Regions from separate parts of the Mus musculus genome. Here all the other regions are linked to region 1. A link is a contact called in public Hi-C and promoter capture Hi-C data. All regions are on one chromosome and are shown on one strand. Each heading gives the region's core, a stretch centred on a gene start, on an enhancer-like site or on the middle of the called end of the contact. The rest is flanking DNA. Distances are from core to core; before and after follow the strand shown.

Region 1 (2,750 bases), core at 49-2,548:
TTGTGATAGGGTCTCACTATGTAGCCGTGGTTGGTCTGGAACTCTTTGTAGACTATACTGGTCTCAAACTTAAGAGATTTAGCTGGTCAGAGAAGGAACATACCTTTAATCCCAGCATTCTTGAGGCAGAGGCAGGTAGAGTTCCACTAAAGCCAGGGCTAAACTGAGAGGCCAGGTCTCAAAAACAAACCACCCAAACCAAACAAAAAACAAATAAACAAAAGCCTGCCTCTGCCTGAGTACTGGGATTAAAGGTGTGGGTCATCTGGCCCTGCTCAGGCCCTTGAAAAGCTTCAAGTTTTTTCCTTTGCTGTGATTCAAGTTAGTTTTTTGGTACTGCTATGGTATCTCAACGTCTGGGCTGGGAGAGGGGTTTTAACTGAGAATTAACAAACCATTAACATCGTATACATAGTATACATAGTAACAAATTGTAGTGTTCGTGTGTTTTTCCAATACTGAATATGTAAGTCAGTCCCACTTGTTCTTTAACAATGTAACTTTGGTGGATACAAATTTACTGCCCAGACTCTGTTCGCATTCAGGCTTCTCAAAGTTGTAGCTACCCTGAAAGACAGAATAAGAGAGACAGCTGGTGGCTGTCCACCACCTCTTACCTTGTCCCTAACACGCCTTTCAATACGACCCTTGCTTAGATAGAAGGCGTACTTAGCATGCAACTGATGCCTAACATCTAGTTGGAAGCCACCAACATAACACGGAGTGGCCGGGTCAGCCTCCGCGGGCTTGTCTCTCAGCAAGCTTTCAGGCTTAGGCATACAGGGTCGTGATGCAGGGTCAGTCTGCGCCACCAAGTCTAGTCTATGTGGCCGGCGCACAGCTCACGGCCCATCCATCCTCCGCTTGCATCTGCGATACGCCTGCCCCGCTAGGGAATACCACCCCCTGAATGGAAAGCCGAGGAAGAATTTTGCTAGTCTTCCAGGTCTGGGTTCAGCCGTTAGGACCTGGAGAGGGGGAAGAGATTGTGTGCCTAGGCGGAGAGGTAGGGGGCGAGAGACTGGCGACCAGGTACATGTGCGCATGCACCAGCCGACTCCCGCCCGCTGCCCATAGGGCCCTGCGGCATGCTGGCAGCCAGGACTGGTGATGTGGTGCGCGTGCGCAGGCCTGCCGCAGGGCGTGTCCGACACGAGGCCCGGCGGGGAGCGCGGGGCGTATGGGCGGGTGGGTGGGCACGCGCTGCGCCCCGCCCCACTGACGCGCCCGGCCCGCGTCCCCCGCCTCCGGCGCCGGGACCCGGGTTGGCCGCCACGGAGTCCCCGCCCCTCCCCCGCGCCTCCCGGCCGGAACCGATCGCGGCTGGTTTGAGCTGGTGCGTCTCCATGACGACGTGCTCGGCGTATAAGTAGCGGCGCGTCGCACCGTCGGGCTTTGTCAGTCCCTGCAGCCGCCACCGCCGGCCGCCCTCAGCCAGCAGCTCGGCGCCACCTCCGGTCGGCGTCTGCGGCGGGCTCGACGAGGCGGCTGACGGGGCGGCGGCGGCGGGCGGACGGACGGACGGACGGGCGCTCCTCGGGGTTTGGCGGCGGCGCCTCCATGGGTCAGGCCAGCCGGGCCACCGTGCTGTGAGGTGAGCGGGACGCGGGAGGGATGTGCGGCCACGTGTCGCGAGGCCCGGACTGCGGCCGCCGGCAGGGGACACGTGGCCCGGGACCGGTGACCTTGCGAGCCGCCGCCCTGAAGGCAGCTGCTCCTGGACCTCGGCTGCAAGCCCTCGGATCCCCCCATGGGAGCCCTCTTCGCGTCAGCCGGACTCAGCGCTCCACTTGCCCGGGTGATGATGGAGGGCAAGCCCGCGGCAGGTGCAGGGGAGCGCGGCCGCGAGCAGCGGTCCTGCAGTTAGTTTCCTGCTGCTTTCTTTAGTTTCACTACGTGTACAGAGCAGAGGCGATGACCCGGAGTGGAAGTTGGTAGACCAAATTTAGTCTGGGAGTCACTGCTAATGAATACCCACCAGCTGTGACTTGGAATTAGAACTCCTTGAATGACTTAGTGGTTTAGGGGAAAACGGGTTCCCGGCTGTCCCGGAAACCCTACTCAGAATCCTCAATAACTGGAAAAAGTGTGGGGGGCAGAGCCTGTCAGGAATGTCTGGGAGAGGACAAAGAATGTAGTGGTTTGTTTTATTCAAACCTAAGATCGGGCAGACTTTGACTGATTGGAATTCTTTTCTGTTTTAATTGGCTTATATCTTCCAGAGTTACCTTCTTGTGCTAATTGTCTGACACGATTTAGCTACTTCCCATACCAAAATGTGTTAGTAACATTTTTCTTTCAGATCTTATCTATTATATTATTTAGGCAAAGCTACAGAAAGGCAAAACAGTATCTCAAAGCTTTTCGTGTTTAAACCGGAAGGTTGCCTGGAAAATACTTAAGACCTAAAATTACAAAGTTACTGCCAAAGCCCATTCATCAGTTGTAAATGATATACAACGAGTTGGCTGGCTCTCTTCTCTAGTCTTAACTTAGGAGAGGTTTAGGCAGCTAACGGAAGTTGACATTGCCAAAAGTCTCGTTAAATTAAGGCTTAACATGTTTAACCATGCATGGATTTGGATTTATGGCAGGCTCTTCCCCGTGGGCCTCTCATAGTGTCCCATGCTAGAGCAAATTGTGGCTCCTAACCATTGCCCAGCCTCCGTGCCTGTAGGCTGCAGGCACTGAAGTGGGTCACACAACGGAAAAAAACGAGTTTTACTTGGCCACTTGCTGTTGTCCATTTC
Region 2 (2,915 bases), core at 412-2,911, 7.1 Mb after region 1:
GACGCAAGCTCTTTACCAACTGAGCCACACACCTCCACTTCCTATGTAAAAAGTCCATTCTGCTCAGAGCTCTGCAATCCAGGAAGGCTAATTCTGCTCACCCTCTGACATGTGTGTGTGTGTGTGTGTGTGTGTGTGTGTGTGTGTATGTGTGTGTGTATATGTGTGTGTGTATGTGTGAAGGGGGTCTTCCTGCTGGATTATGACACAAGAGTGTCACGTGGTCAGGTAGAGTGAGCAAACTAGCTGGTCTCTCTAATTTTAAGACCCCATAACCCTTCCTTAATCCCAATCACCCTCCAAAGGCTCCCTCTCCAAATACTATTAACATATTACTCTGGAGATTATTCTCCAACACATACGCCATAAAACCACGTGTGGAGAGAACAGGAGACAGTAGGGACGTTGGATGGGGCGGAGGCATTATAGGTAAGGGTGAACACGGGGAGTCAGAAATTCAGTGTGGGAATGAAGCAAAAACAATTTAAACAGGCCCAAGTAGAAGACTAACTCCATGTGTGTTAAATGCCCCAGTAGTTAGACATGTGAATTCACCTTTAAACACTCCTACTGTTACTTTCAACAAACTCCCTTTCTTTGGTTCACTTAATTCCATTGTCAAGCCAGTGTGAAACTGAGGAATCAGGGTTGCAACTATAACCCTTAGGCCTTACCAGCTTAAGGACAGGGCTCTCTGCCTGCCTGCCTCTCTGCCTGCTCACCTGTCTGATAAAAATAGGCAGCATAATGTCCAGCTCCTGTCTGCTCATATCAGCAATGATTCTCCCAGACCTCCACTAGTTTCAAGGCTCTGCAGTGAGGCATCAGGGGGTTAGTAGAGGGGTGCCCTATTGCTGCACTGTAGGTTGGAGGTGGGCACGACATACTGCATGCATTGACCTCTGCTCTCCAAGACTTGTGATGAGTGTACATGAATAACCGCACCTAAAGGCCCAAGGGGAAAAAACGGATACTCAGGATTTGGGTCAGGTCTCACGTAGGCCTGAGGACACCCCAAGTGGGTGTCCTTTGTATGGCCACTGGGGAGGATGCGCAGGCTTCATTAGGTACATGTCGAGTGGCTGACTACACGGCTGTAGTTCTTTTGTAGCAGAAGGCAGATTAGAGTAGGAAGAGCATTTGATCTGGCGCCATGCAGGAAAAAGCGGATGTCGTCCCTAAACCCAAGCAGCTTTCAAGCCTCTTCCTGGGCAGAGATGCGGTCCTAAGAGCCAACGACAGCTTAAAAGAAATTAGAGACAGGGTGAGGCCGTCCCTGTGGGTCCCGCCTACCAGATCCGTCCACGGCGTGGGGCCAGCGCGCGACCTCTGCGAGCAGCCCCTGCGGCAGAAGAGGACCTTACTGCGGTCGACTGCCGCCGCGCCGCCGCCGGGACCTTTCCCCTACTTTCCAGGCCTCACGCCCCGCCTCTAGCCCGGACCAAAACACGTGCCGCCGCCCGCCCCGCCGGATCACGCCGCAGCCAGGCTCCGATCACGCGCCCCCCCGCGGCGCCCATTGGCCCGCTTCTTGCCGGCCTGGCGCTGATTGGCTGGCGGCAGAGGCCATGCCCCCAGCAGGGAGCGGTGTATTTTGGTTTGCCCGCGCGCCCCGCCCAGGGCCGCTCCCTCCGTGGCGCCCCGCCCCTCCCGCGCCTCCCGGGCCGCGCGGAGGCAGAGCCGCGCGGCAAGGAAGGCGGAGGTGCGCGCCGGGAACAGACGCTCGGGACACCGCCGCCCGCCGCACACGTGCAGCCTCCGCCGCACGCAGGGCTCCTGCCTCGCAGCATTGCTGCCTGCAGGCCATACGGCACCATGCACTCGCCGGGCTCCACCGGCCCCGGCGACGGGCGCGCGGTAAGTGACGGGGCTGAGCGCGGGACGAGACGGGGGACGCGGGAGGGATGGCGACTTCTCGCTGCGGTGGGGGCTGCGGATTTGCTCTGGTCCGGACAGGGACCCGGAGGCTCGGCCGGGTCAGGGTGGGGAGGGGGGTGTGTTAGCGCGGCAGCCTGCCTTCAGCTTTGTCTCTGGTCCGCTGCGGCCCCGCCCGGCGCGGCTATTTCCAGCCATGACGTCACCCGAATCCAGAGGAGGACCGCTGTTGGATGTGGGCGCGGCTGGCGGGAACTTGGGGGCGGAGTCAAAGCTGGGGCGCAGCATGGGGGCGTGGCCAAAGCTAGGGCGTGGGCAAGCGTGCTTGGAGGAGATATTGGGGGAACTAGATGGGACCAAGGCGAAGGACATGGTGAAAGCACCTGGTAGTAGTGTAAGAGGGCGGAACCGAAGCTAGAGAGCTTGGTGAGAACCTCTGGTAGGACTGTGGGGCGGGGCCGATGTAAGAGTGCATAGTGAGAGTTTATCTAGGGGCGGGGCAAAGGCTAAGCCGAAGGGAGGGAGTGTGGTGAGAGCATCTGGTAGGAGTGCAGTGGGAGGGGCTGTGGGTGGAGCCAAAGTAAAGGTATCTCAGGAGGGTGTGGCCAGAGTGCCTGGATGGGGTTACGACGGAATGAGGAGCAAGGCAATAGTGTGTCTTGATAGGCGAGTGTGCAAGAGTGTGGTTCGAAGAGGTGTGTCAGCCAAGCTTAATGGGCTGGTAAGGGTAGAGCTGGGCGAAGGGTGGAGTCTAAGTGAGAAGGGGTGTGGTAAAATGGGACTTTGCAGGCTTGGGCCCAGGGACTGAGTGAAGTCATGGCAGGGACCTCTGTCAGAAGGTGTAGGGTGTGGAGCAACAGAACCTGATAGAAATGTAGGGGGCCAGAGAAGTGGTGCGGAGCAGGTTCCTGGTGAGAACACAGTATTACATGGACTCAAGGGAACCTACGTTCGCATTCTTTCCTAGTATGGGGCTGGACATTGATTCCACTTGAAGGCTCATAATCAAAATACCCTTCCAGGAGGTTGTCTGGCCCCTA
Region 3 (2,817 bases), core at 30-2,529, 7.2 Mb before region 1:
CTGGATGAAAAATGATGTGGTTATCCTAGATTTATTCCAGGCATGCAAGGGATGGTTGTGTATCAGGAAATATCTTCACATAAATGTAGAGAGTTTGGCATCGTACTGTCAGCCCAGAATCACTGCATGCCAGTCAGCAACCTGTGGATTTTAAAGTCTTATAAGACCCTGGTTGGTTGGTTGGTTGGTTGGTTGGTTGGTTGGTTGGTTGGTTGGCTGGTTGGTTTGGTTTGGTTTGGTTTTCAGTAATCACTTCTCTTTTGCTCACCCTTGCACAGCTGAGACTTACGTTCTCTTTTCCAGGGTCCTCTTAAAAGCTTTCTGGAAGATTTAGGGAAACTGCAGAAAAAATTCTATGCCAAAGACGAACGATTGCTTTGCCCCATCAGGACCTACCTGGTTACAGCTCGTAGTGCAGCGAGTTCAGGTGCCCGTGTGCTGAAGACCCTTCGCCGATGGGGTCTAGAGATAGATGAAGCTCTTTTCCTGGCTGGAGCCCCTAAAGGTCCCATCTTAGTGAAGATTCGGCCCCACATCTTCTTCGACGACCAAATGTTCCACATTGAATCAGCACAGAAATTTGGTACCATCACGGCCCATGTGCCTTATGGCATTGCTCAAAAACGCAACTAGGGATGGGGAGGAAAAATAAACAGTCTGGTATTACAAACGGCATGTGTTTTGCATGGCTAGAGTGACTAGTTATTTCTGAGAATTTGACCACAAAACTTAGCTCCTTTGGTGTTTTTCTTTGCTTTTTGGAAAAAATTTTGAACTTTCAAGCTACAGTCAAGCATTCTACTTTTTTAAAGCTAAGGATGTTGGATATCATTGCATCTATCTATAAGTTGTAATGGGTGGCTCTTTAGACAAGTTTAGAACTTTGACACTTAAGTTGTTTCACAAGAAGCTTAATTAATTTTCAAAAAGCATTGCTCACTTTTAGTGTTAGTCAAATGAATGAATCTCTATATGCAGCATCACCTAGAAAAGGTATATTCAGGGTGGAATGAGTCTGATCAATAATACTGCTGATAACTGGGGCTGTGTCTTTTGTTATCCTTGTGTGGCAAGAATTTTACCAAGAAATGTCATTTTGTCTATAGGCATATAACCAATTCTAACACTGTCCACTTCTAAATAAATCCGCTGGGGCTTTCATGTGTACTTCCTGAACGCTAAGTCAAGTCAGCCTTAGGAGCAAAACTACAAGTCCCAGAAAGCCCCGCGCGCAGTAGCCCAGGACAGCAGGCGGCGCCCCAGAGTCCTTCGCGTGTAGGTGGCCCCATAGCACTCCGGAACCTGTGCGCTAGGCCCAGTGCACCGGGCCCGGAAGGTTATGGCAGTGGCTAGTGTGGCCGCAGCGCTCCTGGCCGCACTGGGCGGGGCGCTGTGGCTGGCGGCCCGGCGGTTCTCTGGGCCAAGAAACCAGCGGCAGCAGGGAGGCGGGGACCCGGGCCTCATGCACGGGAAGACAGTGCTGATCACCGGAGCAAACAGCGGCCTGGGCCGTGCCACCGCGGCGGAGCTGCTCCGCCTGGGGGCGCGGGTCATCATGGGATGTCGGGACCGCGCTCGAGCAGAGGAGGCGGCCGGTCAGCTCAGGCAGGAGCTCTGTCAGGCTGGGGGCGCCGGGCCCGACGGCACCGATGGCCAGCTGGTCGTTAAGGAGCTGGACCTTGCCTCGCTGCGCTCAGTGCGAGCTTTCTGCCAAGAACTGCTACAGGTGTGGGTCGAATGGAGCTCGCCACCCTCGGGGAGGGCCCTCTGAAACCTGGTGTGACCTTGAGGGTGGCCATGACCAAACCGGAAAGGCTCCTGCCTGCCTTGGACCCGGCTAGGAGGAGGGGCAGGTCTGAGAAGGAATTCCTGGGAGGTCCTAAGGAGAAGTGCATAAATAAGCCAGTGTCTGGACATTTGGTTTTGTTAGGCTAGGACAGTCACCAGCTGATCTTTGAGTTGTTTTCCCCCTGTCAGAAGTGAAATGTGTGCCAAATCTTACAGTGTCACAAGGCCTGTGAGCACCACAGGAGAAAAGCTAGCCAAAAACTTTCATTAGACCCTTCTTAAAACTTTTCTTTCTGTTTTTTTCCCCTCGTTACCTGGTTTTGTTTGTTTGTTTGTTTTTTCTTTTTTTGTTTTGTTTTGTCCTGCTGAAGTAGGAGGGGGTGTCACTTGCTGACACCCTGCATCATCCCTAAACTTGGAATCCCATTAAGTGTCTGAAAAGGGACAGGAATAAAAATAATTTAATGCTTAGCTTTATGGAAGGTTTTATACATGCCAGGGGATGTGCTAAGGACATTTTTAATATCTTTGGCTATTATCAGATCTTGTAAAGCAAGCAATAATATCTCTACTTCATGATAGGGAACTGAGGCATAGGAAGGCTAAGTGACGTGTCTGTCTTCAGAGTCCTTGCTTTAATCTCCTGTTGTGCATTCCTAGTACTTGAAGGCTGAGGTGTGTGATTTCCTTGGGTGTACAGTAAATATTCTACCGAAGTAGAAAGGCTGTGGCCAAAGTGACTTGCCACAGGTAGATCTAAAGGCAGACACAGGAGGGTGCTTGTCTCTTCTGAAATCTCTTGAATCTAAGGCAGACATTCTAAATGGCCTGTTTTTCTTTTCCGTGATGTACTTAGACCAAAAGAAATATCTGTAAGTTCATTTGTTAACATTTAGATATTTAACTCTGACAATTCTTATTAGTGGGACTGTGGCATGTTGGACACTATACTAACTTTTCCAACCTCCAAGTTAGATGGACACAGCCACCTTCATTCTTGTTCAACATAGACTTCTTTTTTTTTTTTAA

The links. Promoter capture Hi-C pulls out the DNA fragments that hold promoters and counts their contacts. Hi-C and Micro-C count contacts between places; a contact is called where the count stands out from the background.
Region 2: a Hi-C map of erythroblasts shows a contact between it and region 1, with 6 times the contacts expected there. The contact joins the promoter of Klf11 here to the promoter of Odc1 in region 1. A contact is called at or near these places in 4 of 39 promoter capture datasets (the HPC-7 cell line, cranial neural crest, maxillary cranial neural crest and 1 more) and 2 of 484 Hi-C or Micro-C datasets (CD4 T cells and erythroblasts).
Region 3: a contact with region 1 is called in a promoter capture Hi-C map of pre-B cells. The contact joins the promoter of Rdh14 here to the promoter of Odc1 in region 1.

What each region holds. Positions count from the first base shown.
Region 1 is chr12:17,543,575-17,546,324 of GRCm38.p6, forward strand. Odc1 (ornithine decarboxylase, structural 1) reads left to right here and starts at 1,299. Exons shown (of 12, transcript NM_013614.2): 1 at 1,299-1,594. Gm22748 (a small nucleolar RNA gene) reads left to right here and starts at 2,572; the gene lies at 2,572-2,707.
Region 2 is chr12:24,649,710-24,652,624 of GRCm38.p6, forward strand. Klf11 (Kruppel-like factor 11) reads left to right here and starts at 1,662. Exons shown (of 4, transcript NM_178357.3): 1 at 1,662-1,857. The coding sequence starts at 1,816.
Region 3 is chr12:10,389,501-10,392,317 of GRCm38.p6, forward strand. Rdh14 (retinol dehydrogenase 14 (all-trans and 9-cis)) reads left to right here and starts at 1,280. Exons shown (of 2, transcript NM_023697.2): 1 at 1,280-1,726. The coding sequence starts at 1,340. Nt5c1b (5'-nucleotidase, cytosolic IB) reads left to right here. Exons shown (of 9, transcript NM_027588.3): 9 at 304-674. The coding sequence ends at 633.